Regions from separate parts of the Sus scrofa genome. Here region 1 is linked to region 2. A link is a contact called in public HiChIP or PLAC-seq data. All regions are on one chromosome and are shown on one strand. The core of a region is the stretch at or near the end of the contact, and the rest is flanking DNA. Distances in the headings are between cores, read along the strand shown.

Region 1 (6,161 bases), core at 2,549-5,048, 33 kb before region 2:
TTCAGGATACTAGAGGTCATGGAAGGGTTCCCTTTAAAGAACTTCAGGTTTGAGAAAAGATTGTTACAGTCATGAAGAAGTAGGTATGAGCCAGACTGGAGACAGAGGGGTATTGTGCATGTTAAAGCATCTTCAGCAGGAAGGAGATGGAGCAAGGTGGGCAGATTCAAGCCACCACTGGGCATACTGATCATGAGTCTGGGGAAAGAAAAGGAAGGTTTAAATATGAGCCCTAAGTTTTCTGACTTTGGTCCCAAGAGGTTCTATTCACAAAGATAGGAAGCTATGACACTTACCCGGGTCAGAGGAGATGATGAATGGATTGGGTATGAGGTATCAAGGAGAAACGGTCAGCAAGATCTACAGTCCTGGGGCTCGGGAGAAAGTCCAGGCTGCAGTTGGGAGGATGGTAAGCATCTGTGCAGGGTTGTCATCCAAGCCACAGAGGGGAATGAGGAAGAGAAGAGTGCTTCTGAAAGACTGAAAAATACAAACGCACCGCATACAAGAGGCAAGAAAGATATAAAAGGGGAGGAAGAAACCCAGGAGCACATGAGGCCAAAAAGAGAAACCACTTCAAGAAAGAGGGAGTGACCATCTGCATGGATGTTTCAAAGAAGCCAAATAGCAAAAAATTAAAAAAAAAAAAAGCCTGGGATTTAGCAACACAGAGATATGGGTGGTCTTATCAATACAGCATGGTGAGGACACAGCCAGATTTCAGCAGGCAGGGAAATGAGAAAAAAAAAAAAGAAAGTTGAAACTGTGTGGCACTCAGTCTTCCAAAAGATTTGTTCAGGAAGGACAGGATAGAGAAGGTGTCCTGGGACCATTGGCAGGGGCTTCTAAGTCTTGAAGAGAACTGAGGGCTTTTAAACACTACCATGAAGTGCTGAGCAGGCAGAGAGCTGCTGGCGATTTGAGAAAGGCAGAAGCATGGAAGAAAACATTTCTGAGTGGGCAAGGGAGTTAATGTCCATGCAACATGTAGAGCAAAGGTCGTAGAGCATTCTGGATGGTGAAGGCAAGAATGAATGGGCCAAGAACTTTCCTGCAGCGTTCGGTGATGAGGCAAATTTGGACACTCTGAGTTCATAGTAGCCCCTTTTTTCGACATTAGACTTCTTTTGCAGCTCTTGGAAGCCCAGAAGAGCCTAGAGGAGAGAATCCGTTGGATTAATTTTCTCTGGTGGATGGATGGGGTGTCAGAAGGAAAACAGGGCAGGAAAGTTGGGAATATTGCCCAGATGCTGTCTGATGTCCTAAACCATGAGCTGTCACAGGCAAGAAGCATGGACGGAAAGGGCATGAAAAGGAGAAGGTAGTGATGGAGACGCAAACGAACTGGAGGGATCAGAAGGAAGGAACAGGAGGCACAGGACTGAGTTGGAAGGGTTGACGGTGGTAGTTCCTGAGCATGTGGGTGCATTTTCCAATCTCCAGGGTGAACTGTCCTAGCCTGTGCAGTGCAGGCGTGGGTGACAGTGGTGGGAGTGGAGGCGGCCGTCACCGGGATGGGGGAGGTCAGTGAACCGAGATAGTACAGGGTTGGGCATCCATCCTTGTGAACACGGGACCAAACCAAGGTGCTGGTGATAAAGAGGAAATCTGAGAACCGGAAGCCTGGTCCCCCGTGAATGAGAAGGACAGAAAAGGTTGATAGATGGCAGCCAACAGGAGTTAAGTAAACACGTGGCAACGCTGGGAACTTCGGCGCAGTCAGGGCCATTGTTCTACATGATTAATCTGGACCAATATTGGGGACAGTCCATGGTCTCCAAGTAATTTCCCCACTTGTCCTCCAGTGTCTGACTCCTTTACTTTAACTTCATTTTAAAAGGTGGTTGTTTTTCACACATTATCGTCCCAGAGTTATTTCGTAGCTGATGGCTGCTCATGAATTGATCATTGGGAGACAAAAGAAAGAAAAAATACCAGCACATGTGTATCTCATCTTTGCTGTGATGGGCATTAGGAGGGCTTAAAAAATAGTGAGATATAACCCCGTCCTTGGAATCTTTTCAATAGAGTGGAGAAACTTGATATTGTCACCTGGGTGCTGTATGAGAAGGTGGACTTAGAAAAGTTCTGGATGACAGGAAGGAAAGGCAAGGTAGGGAAAACTCAGAGCCACTCAATGAAAGAACAAGGTCAAAAATAAGATGATTGTCTAATTCTGCCTACCCACCTGTAGGTAGCCCGGCCTAGCTGCCATGAGTGACAGGGAGCACAGGTAAGGATGCTGACACTCCTCAAGTTGACAAACAGACCCCACAAGGATAGGCAGTGTGAGTGGATGTTTCCTTTAATTTCTGTGGTTGCAGGGAGGACACATCCAGGAAAGTCCATAAGGTTCTTGATATTCTTAATATGAGGAACTTTTGACACTATTTAGGAAAGGATCCAGGATTTGACTTACCCCAGGGTTCGATGTATTTCAAGCTCCAGACCAGCCATGAAACACCTCAAGGCCCAGACCGATGTGCTGGGAAAGTTTGTTCCTTTGATAAATGTGGATGCTTCTCTGGTTGAATGACCACACAAGGCTCTTTCAGGGGGTCCAGACTCAAATATAGTCTACTGCCCTTCTAAGACCAATTTACCGTCCCGTGTGGGTCACTTAATGGTATGATGTGGGTCTGAACCAAACACACTTATGTGACTACAGCAGATATTCTGCATCCACTGAGTGAAATTTGAATATTTCACATAATGCCATATGTGTGAAATAGTCAAATGTGTTGCATCAGAAAGGGGAAAAAAAAAAAAAAAACTTCAGCAGCACCATAATGAAAATCTGTGCAGTGTGTAAAGTGGAGGAGCGTTGGTTTGAATCAAGGGCCATCAACTACCAACTTTGTGGAACGGAGTATCTGCCTCCTTTCCTCTGCTCTGCCTCGGAGATGACCAGAGCTAACCCAAGGATAACTGAAAGGACTGGACAGGATGGGATGGGATGTGCTTGGCGCATCCCCTGGCGGATACAATAGCCAGGTGCCTGCAAGGGAGCACCACTGTCCTCCTGGGAAAAAAAGTCGACAGAAATATCAGAGGTGGGTGTGCACATCAAGCAGGACCGTGATGGTAAAAGCAACTGAGTCCGGTTTTGTCCCCAGGAAATGAAAGTAATGAAACTTAGCCTACGAGTTGTCACATGTTAAACAATTTCATGAAACAGAGTGACGGGCTCTTAGGAGGTTTGCAAGGAAAAGCAAACAAGTCCTACTCCCTCGGGTGTTTCCTTCATTTCTTTTACACATCTGGATCCTGGATCAGGGTAAATGGATCAAGAGGTATTGCCCATCAGAGGCCTCCTCCCTCACCTTTAGCCACCGTTTCATGGGGAATACGGGATGCGATGGTGTCTAAGGGTCTGAGGTTCCCTTAGGGGACTTGCACCTCTAAATCCTCACAAATGCACTGGAGACTTTTAGCAACCAGGTGACTTAAACAATGCTGTGACAACTGAAAAGTGCCTTTTGGCTGCCCTTTTTATGGTCATTTTTCATTATTAAAAGAGGGAAATTAAAGAACAATTGGGGGGTGTTCCCATCATGGCACAGCAGAAATGAATCCCATTAGGAACCATGAGGTTACGGGTTTGATCTCTGGCCTTGCTCAGTGGGTTAAGGATCTGGCTTTGCCATGAGCTGTGGTGTAGGTCGCAGACGCGGCTCAGATCCCAGTTGCTGTGGCTGTGGTGGAGGCTGGCAGCTACAGCTCCGATTAGACCCCTAGCCTGGGAACCTCCATATGCTTGGGTGCGGCCCTAAAATGACCAAAAAGAAAAAAAAAAAAAAAAGAACAATATGGAAAGTATACTTCCTCTTCTGCCCTGCTTAACTGAAGCTTTTTTGATAGTGTTGCCTTTTAACCTTTTCCAGGGTTATTCTCCCCGCTATGTAGGAGCTACTCAGAAAAGTTAATTCTGTTTCTGGGTATCTCTAATGTACAACGTCGACTGTTTAGAATGGCAATTAGGCTTCTTTCCACATCAAAATAAAATCTGAACATTCATCATTGAAGAAAAATTGATTTTGTGCTTCCAAACATGACCGAGTTCGGCAAAGGGATAAGAGGATAATTTACTTTCTGTCACCTCCAAAGTTAACTGAGGAAACACACACACACACACACACACACACACACACACACATTTCCCTGACAGGCAGACAGGCAAATCACAGACAAAACTGCAGGGCAGGGGGATAAAAAGGGAAAAAAAAAAAATCTTGAAAAAGCTGAGCTCTTCCAGTCCCCTCCCACCAGGCTCCGTGAAGGATGACTTCAGTCCGTCTCCTAACTAATTCTGTCACTGTAAAATCCTACAGTCATTCTTCCACACATAAAGGACAAATAAGCTGGAGAGGAGGACCCAAGTGCTTTCATTTTTAACTCTTCACCAATGGAGGAGAAGGCAGAATGCCTAAGCTGTGTCTCAGTGGCCAATAGGATAGCTGTGTATCTCCCACGTGACTCACTGCCCCTGTCTTTCACATGGGCTGTAATTTAGTTCAATTCAGAACTGCAGATAGTACGGCTTTCACAGGAGCAAGGAATGCCTGGGCACAAGTGCCTGAGTTCCGAGGGACTTTGGGAAAACACTTTGCTCTCTCCCTCCTTCCTGGAATCAGGGATTCTGCACCTGCATCAGAGACCGTCCAGCCAGAGCCGCTGCTGTGCCTCCAGGGACCAGGAACGAGCACAAATAAGCGTTTTGAAATTGTAAGTATACATTTCTTTCCATCCAGGGTACTGGTTCCAATAGTTTTATGTCATAAGCATCCAATATGTGAAGATGTGGTTTTTTTGGTGCTCCTCTTTTATGTGTGTACAGAAGGGTGTTCAGCTGGCAGGAAAAGGTTTCCAAAACAATTGTTGCATGCTTGATTTGGTTAAAGATAAAGAATGAAAAATAAAAGTCAGGCATTCCAAGAGGAGCTGCAGGAGGCTGCACCTTGGAACAGTGCTCCGGCACGCTGCTTTGTTCGGAAGAAAAAAATGAAGGCACACACATATGTACTTACTTCACTTCTTTTCGCTCTTGAGTCTAATCAGATTCGATCCGTTCCCAAGAAAAATAAAAGGCAAACTTTGCTGACTCCACTGACAAGGACACCAGCCACTCTCCAGACATCTGACAGTTATTATAATTAGCTATGAAAGACGGCTAAGACACTTGGGGCAAGGAGCTCTTAAATTCTGAACAATGGCTTCAAGCCAGGGCTTTCTTTTTATTTATTTTTTCAACCACCACTTTTCATGTTCTAATCATAATAGAGACCGAACTGGTCTTTAGGGTTTTAGTCCACAAAATATGAAAGCACGTCCCGGCAGAAGGGAGAGGCTACTGAAAGGGGCCAGTGTAAAGACAGAAGCAAAGGACAGCTTTCTGTCCCAGGATCCAGCCTTCCATGTATAAAGATTTTTTTTTTTTTTTTTGAAATTCCTAATAGGGTGGAGTGAGGATGTGGGGGTAGGGAGGAAGCATGCCGAAGCTTCTTTATAGAAGAATGCTTAAAGAATAAAGTAATTGGGGATTTCTTTGGACTGGCACACAAGGGTATCCTTAGCATTGAAGTCACATTCACGGTAAGATTTTTTTTTTTTTTGATGGAGTTTCCAACAGAAGCAACATACAAAGCAGTTTTTTTAATTAATAAAATAATTGGAAACAAATGGGGGAGAATGATCCGTGCTATTGCTTTCTTTCTACATGCAGCGAGGGTAAACCAGCAATGCCTTAATGCCCTCACTTCTAGAATCATCCAAATCCTTAAAAAGTTATCAGCTAAGTCGCCTAAGAAATTAAACAGTAAATCCAACCGATGTGATTTTTCACTGATGCAGATTTTGACGGGCAATACCTCCAGCCAAAGGGGAGTTTGGAAGAAAACATCGTCCTCCTCATTTTTTTGAAAGAGAATATTAACTCCATCAATTATGGAAAGGAATTATTCAAAGGCTCCAGACATAACTAATTATGGCTTAAAGAGATCTGCCAGAGCAGAGCTTGCATTCTAATTATAAAAGTCCAAGACGTTCGGGAGGCTTTTTTTTTTTTTTTTTTAAAGAGGGCTTGGACACACATCTTCGCATAATCTTTTTTAAATACACCATTTTTTTTTTCTTTGTCTGCTCTCCTGTTATCCACACCTCCC
Region 2 (5,952 bases), core at 1,141-3,640:
TTAAGAAGTTTTAGTTAGTGTCCTACACAAGCAAGCGGATTTACTCACTCTGTGGCAATTCTGAGAAGAGCTCATTGTTCTTAATAAATACACCTAATTTTCTCCATCAGGAGAGAAAACAGAGCTCTGATGGAGTCAAAGAGAGGAGGGGGGAAAATTCTGTTCACTGGAATCTACCTGGAGAATGAGTGTACCAGGTGTTTGATGGCTCTGGGTTACACAACATAACCCATATCAGCTACACGATCTTTATGACCAAACGTTTCTAAGAACAACTTTAACTATCATGACAGGAGTGTGCAAGAATGAGACTACCTGGGAGGTCCTGTTGTGGCACAGCCAAATTGAATCTGACTAGGAACCATGAGGTTGTGGGTTGGGACCATGAGGTTATGGGTTCGATCCCTGGCCTCGCTCAGTGGGTTAAGGATCTGGCGTTGCTGTGAGCTGTGGTGTAGTTTCGAGACGGGGCTTGAATTTGGTGTTGCTGTGGCTGTGGTGTAGGCTGGCAGCTACAGCTTCGATTAGACCCCTAACCTGGGAACCTCCATATGCTGCAGGTGCAGCCCTAAAAAGACTAAAGACAAAAAAAAAAAAAAAAAAAAGGAATGAGTCTACCTGTAAAAATGATCATTTTTTAAATGTATCATAATTGTTCAATACAGTGAAAATTGATGGTTAATAGTTAAACGTTTACAGCTTAGACTTGAAAGTCTTCCAAGAAGATCTTCATCTAAAATTTTTTGGAAAAATATTTTCTATTTCCAAAGCATCGATTTGCAAATTGAGTAATCCTAGTACCAAACCTGCTAGACTTTTCCTTTTCTTTCTATAAGGATATGACAAATAGGAATGACTTTTTTCTTGTCATCGAGGATTCATTAACTTATGTTTTTTCTTACAAAAATATTCTGAATAGCTAGTATAGTCCTTACATTCAATACCTATATAGTCCATTCTATACTTAACAAACATCCAAATAAGTAAGTATACTTTAAATTTAGTCACTTTAAACCTTTACATAATTTCTTTCTCATCTACAAACTCGTTAGATTTTTGCAGCTTAGAAAATGTCTTATGTTTTGCTTACAATTAACAAAGCTTCACTCCAACTCAGTTGTTTCTTTAAATTGAAGTTATTCATTTGATGGGTTCCAAACTCCACAACAAATAGAAGATTCTGGAGATAAAGTGTATCCCATTGACTTGTCTTCATCCATGAAAACATGAAATATTTTACATTTACTTTTAATTGGACCTAATCAGCTCTGAGTATAATGTCTCTGCCTTAAATTTATATCTAGTGCAGATTTAGGTAAGGAAAAAAAAAATGGCTTTCAATGTTGAGCTCAGTTGCCTGGGTGCAAAATTCTCTGATTCTGATACTCAGGATACTGCATTTTTCTAATGTTAACTTACTGGGAGCTTATCAGGAAGGTACAAAATTCTGTCTATATGACACAGTTTAGGTTTCTTTTTATTACACTAGAATATTCAAAATGCACCCTTTAATTTGCAATATGTGCATCACTTCATATTTCTTCACTTCACTTCTGCCCTCACCCCTCATTCTCCTATTCATCCCACAAAACCAGAAATAAATATTTGATGGAGATTAATTTTACATCTAACAGTTCTAAGAGAGTCGTAGTAAAAAAATATTTCACTTAAAGGATCAAGCGACTCATTCCTAAAACTGTACATGAACGGGCTCACTCTGTTTAAAAAAAAAAACAAAACACAAAAGCAAATTCAAATCAAGCTCCCTGTTTCTAAGAAGCAGGGGAACCATATATTACATCAGTTTGCTGGCTTTCAAGGTTAGTACTGAGCTGAGACCGTTCCCACTCTATGATACAAGTGGTAGATAAAGATGCTTTACGTCCATGGGCAGCTTGGTCTGGAGCTGTCAGCACAACTGGACCCAGCTGCCTAGTGATCCTTTAGGTTCGTCCAATTAATGACGGTTGCCTTTAGTTTACCTGAGACCTCATGAATACTCGCATCCCCCCCCCGCCCCAAAATAAAGCAACCTTACATATACCAAGATATCCCATTAGGTGGTCCCTTTTCCAGAAGTGTGTAGCAGGAATGAGCTTTAAAAAAAAATCTCATCATCATGTTTCGAAAAAGAAAAGATTGTCTTCCTTCAGGTTTACTGGATTGTCTGAAAAGTCTATATTCCAGGAAATAATAATTTTCTGCCTAAACTTTAAGAGTATAAATAGCCTGAGATCTCTTCCAAATACTAACTGTGGGAGAAACGAGGACACTCTACGAGCATGTGTTTAAATGGTCAGAAATCACCTGGAAATGTGAAGTAGATGATCATTTACTCTGGACCATGAGACTGTTGCTTAAACCCACTGCCTCTGAGCTGCTCTGGGGTGTAACCATACCGAGCTGCTGCCGGTTGTTTCATTTCCCACATTGTTGTGTATATGTTACTGTTTCGGTTTCATTTGTCAGCAAATGTCTGTTTACCCGGCTTCCTGTTATTAATTATGGGAAAGCGTTCTTCTTGAAGTGTATTACAGACGCTTTTAACTCTTGTCCAGACAAGGCAAGATACTGGAAGATACTGGTGATTCCTTTAATGTTTGTACAGAGCCGGAAACTCAGTTAAAATACATTGTTGCCTTGCATAGCTTATAACTTATCTCTTGGAGGGGAAGAAAAAAGAAGAAAGAAAGAAGGAAGGAAAGAAGGAAAGAAGGAAAGAAAGAAAGAAAGAAAGGAAGGAAGGAAGAGAGAGAGAGAGAGAGAGAAAGGAAGAAAGAAAGAAAGAAAGAAAGAAAGAAAGAAAGAAAGAAAGAAAGAAAGAAAGAAAAAGGAAGAAAGAAAGAAAAGGAAGAAAAGAAAAGAAAAAACAAATCACAGCATCTTCTATCCTCATCTCTAGACACAGAAATAACAAATAGGATGCTTTCTTCATCGGCTGTAACAATTAATTAACGGATCACAGCAGGAATCCTTAACTCTAATCGCTCACAAAAGTGTTTCCAAGATCAGCTCAAATAGGAAAGAGCTGGAAGACAGTAAGATATGTTCTAACATAAGTGCCCCTATAAAGAGACAAAAGTACTGACCTGATTAGGCGTGTATTACAAAGCTTTTCCTATAGAAACGTCTGGCCAGCCCATCTAGCTCTCTGTCTTTGAAATAGGAGCAAGTACACTTGCAGGCATTCAAATCCTAAAGGAGCCAAAACATCTGGAAGTTTTAGAAGAAAAGTAAAAGACTTATGGGGGGGGGGAATCCAGATTTAAAAAATGCAGATGTTTAATTGGGCTGTCAGTTATGTTACAGGGACATAAGGGCAGAAATAACCAGAAGCCGCTGGTGGAAAATTTAAATAATTTCATGAGCCAGTGCCAAGCTAAAAGCAATGAAATCGGTAACGTAATAGGGACAGGGGCTTTCTCAACTGAGATCTGAAAAATGTTACCATGTGCAATTGTGTCAATTAGCCATTTCCAAAAAAAAAATCGTTTTCATTAAAGCACAATAAAAGTTCTTTGGACTTGTCTCTCTCTCTCTCTTTGGTCGTTAATTCCGGCAGTTACGCAGAGTTTGGCTTTCATCAATGACAAGCTCTCCACGCACCCGCCTCGCCCCCTTTCTGAGACCCCCTAATACTGCTGAGTGGCCAGAAATTACAGATGCAAGAAAAGCTGACAAATGACTGCCAGGCCCCTCCCCCAGAGCCTCGACAGTCAAAGCCCCTTACCAGAACATGCCTGAGAGCCGCGCGCCCAGAAACAAAGACACAAAGATTCCATTTTCTCGGGGAAAATAGACTTCATGTGTAAAACACCAGTGAGAAAAATTGAAAGCTGACACATATGTGCAATTTTCGAGAGGCAGGGCTGCATCTTTCAAGAAGATTGAAATTGCATTTGATTGCATCAAAACCTAACAAATGTTGTTGAACCTAAAAGTCTTTTCAGTCTGTAAAAAGGCATTCAGTGGCAAGATATTCTAATTTTTTTTAAGCACATGGTTAAAAAGGATAAAGAATCTTGAGCTCAGTAGAGGGATGTTGATTACATGCCACTGCTGCATAAAGAATTAACACTGGCTCACATCACAGGGTCTACAAAATGAAGGGGAAAGTTTAAAAAAAAAAAAAAAAAAAAAAAAAAAACCTCTATTAAATCAAAGGGTTCAGAGAGATAATATTAAATCCTTATGAGTATGTTTTCTATAAAAAGAATCCCCTCCCAGCAGCCCCAGGGTATCATTACTGGAGAGGCAGTGAGTAGTTTATTAGAGATACAAACCATGGCATCTGAGCCTTGCCAAGCATGCAAGTTTTAGCCTGTGAGCCCGGGGCTTTTGGCTACCACCATCCCTCTGGCATCTAACAGTGAGAGCTGTCCGGTTGTGCTCCACAGGGCACCGGGTGGTGTGTAGGTGAAAAGGCTGGGGCTGGGAAACAAAGAAAGATCGTCATTTACTACAGAAGGGCACGCTTTTCTCCCTCCCTAAATTCGTATATGCCAGGATAACTTTGAGTGATGAAAAGAGAAATGTGTGGGAAAAAAAAAGAGGAAATCACGAAACAAATTAGGGAATTCATTTATAACATATATTCAAGTGATACTCTACATGTATTGTAAATAAATAGAAAGCGAGAGTTTGGAGATTTATAATAATCTTTTAATGCAAGGAAGGGGGATGTTTCCAGTTACCTTCTTAGATTTTTCCATGTGTCTTTGCATTGCTTTATTTTCACACACCATGCAAATCCCATTCAGGTGTGTATGAAAAAGGATGACGAGACCACCTTTCAAGGGGAGAATTCTGTAAGAAGGTTTCAATTGACCATTGACTCCAATATCCTGGGCTTTGATGGCTCCATTGAAACCTTTGCTGTCTCAAATCGGTTCTGCTTGTGTTCCCAGCCCAATGCATTCCATAATGCCCTGGTCTTCATAGATGGCTTCAGTGCTTGCCGGATACTTGGGGTGGGCTTAAAATACGTTGAAAAGCATGAGACTATGATCAGGTTAAAATGGAATTGAAGAGTAGCTGTCAGGGGCTACCGACCAAGACACTGCACTGGGAAAGTCTCATTACAAAAATTACATTTTTTAAAAAAATTGAGAACACGTTGCCTCTTCTGCCACTCCCTTTTAAGCTCCTGCTATTCTTAAATTTCCTTAATTAGTAGAACTAGCAGTGGGACAAGTGACTAAAAATTGACTTCATCATCCTATCAAAGATGGCTGAGAGGGAAACGAGACTATTAGATAAAGCCTCTGTCCATTAAAATGTTTCCCACAAACAGTTGTTTCCCACAAAAGTATTCATGTCGGGATAGGGTCTGGCTCTCCTTTCCAATATAATGATAATGCAGGATATTTATAACACGAGTTAATAAGATTGAGATTTTATTTGTGGTTTTTAACAACAAGGACTCCCCAGACCCACCTATTTGCAGTGAAAACGGAGGATGGTAGGTGGAGCACTTGTTTGGGAATTTGGGAGCAGGACTTTTTATGTATATTCAGCCGCTCTAATTTTAGTGAGTGTGTGAGCCTCAGTTTTCCTAACCATCACAGGAGGAGTTTTGCCAAATAGAAAATTGTTTGGGAAAAGAAAATTGTTTGGCGATCAACCTCCAAAGACAGCATTGACTCCAAAGTGCTGGCATATCTGTGTGCACAAGTGGGTGGTGGTAGAGAATATTAAACTTCCCTTGAGTTTTTTTTTTATGTTTTTTTTTTTGTTTTTTTTTTTTTTTGGTCTTTTTAGGGCCACACCCAAGGCATATGGAGGTTCCCAGGGTAGAGGTCCAATCGGACCTGTAGCTGCCAGCCCACGCCACAGCCACAGCAGTGCAGGATCCGAGCCACATCTGGGACTTACACCACAGCTCACAGTAACGCCAGATCCTTAACCCACTGAGCGAGGCCTGGGACCGAACCCAAATCCTCATGGATGCTA

The links. HiChIP or PLAC-seq counts read pairs in DNA pulled down with a chosen protein or histone mark.
Region 1: an H3K27ac HiChIP or PLAC-seq map of skeletal muscle shows a contact between it and region 2. The contact joins the promoter of LOC110255652 here to the enhancer-like site in region 2. A contact is called at or near these places in 1 of 5 promoter capture datasets (liver), 7 of 47 Hi-C or Micro-C datasets (alveolar macrophages, blood, embryonic fibroblasts and 3 more) and 2 of 2 datasets of contacts at active chromatin or transcription factors (alveolar macrophages and skeletal muscle).

The regions. Positions count from the first base shown.
Region 1 is chr10:21,776,467-21,782,627 of Sscrofa11.1, reverse strand. It overlaps LOC110255652, which reads left to right and starts at 3,798. Exons shown (of 5, transcript XR_002336251.1): 1 at 3,798-4,725. LOC110255653 (a long non-coding RNA gene) reads right to left here. Exons shown (of 2, transcript XR_002336256.1): 2 at 6,053-6,161.
Region 2 is chr10:21,742,494-21,748,445 of Sscrofa11.1, reverse strand. The region is part of intron 1 of LOC110255652; the gene reads left to right. LOC110255653 (a long non-coding RNA gene) reads right to left here. Exons shown (of 2, transcript XR_002336256.1): 1 at 1-5,952. Among named protein-coding and RNA genes, the nearest start is that of MIR181A-1, 49 kb to the right of the region's middle. Within about 2 kb of position 2,390, at least 26 of the 83 cell types and tissues checked have an H3K27ac peak or open chromatin away from gene starts, as enhancers often do. A contact at or near this core is called in alveolar macrophages, liver and skeletal muscle, where this site is marked.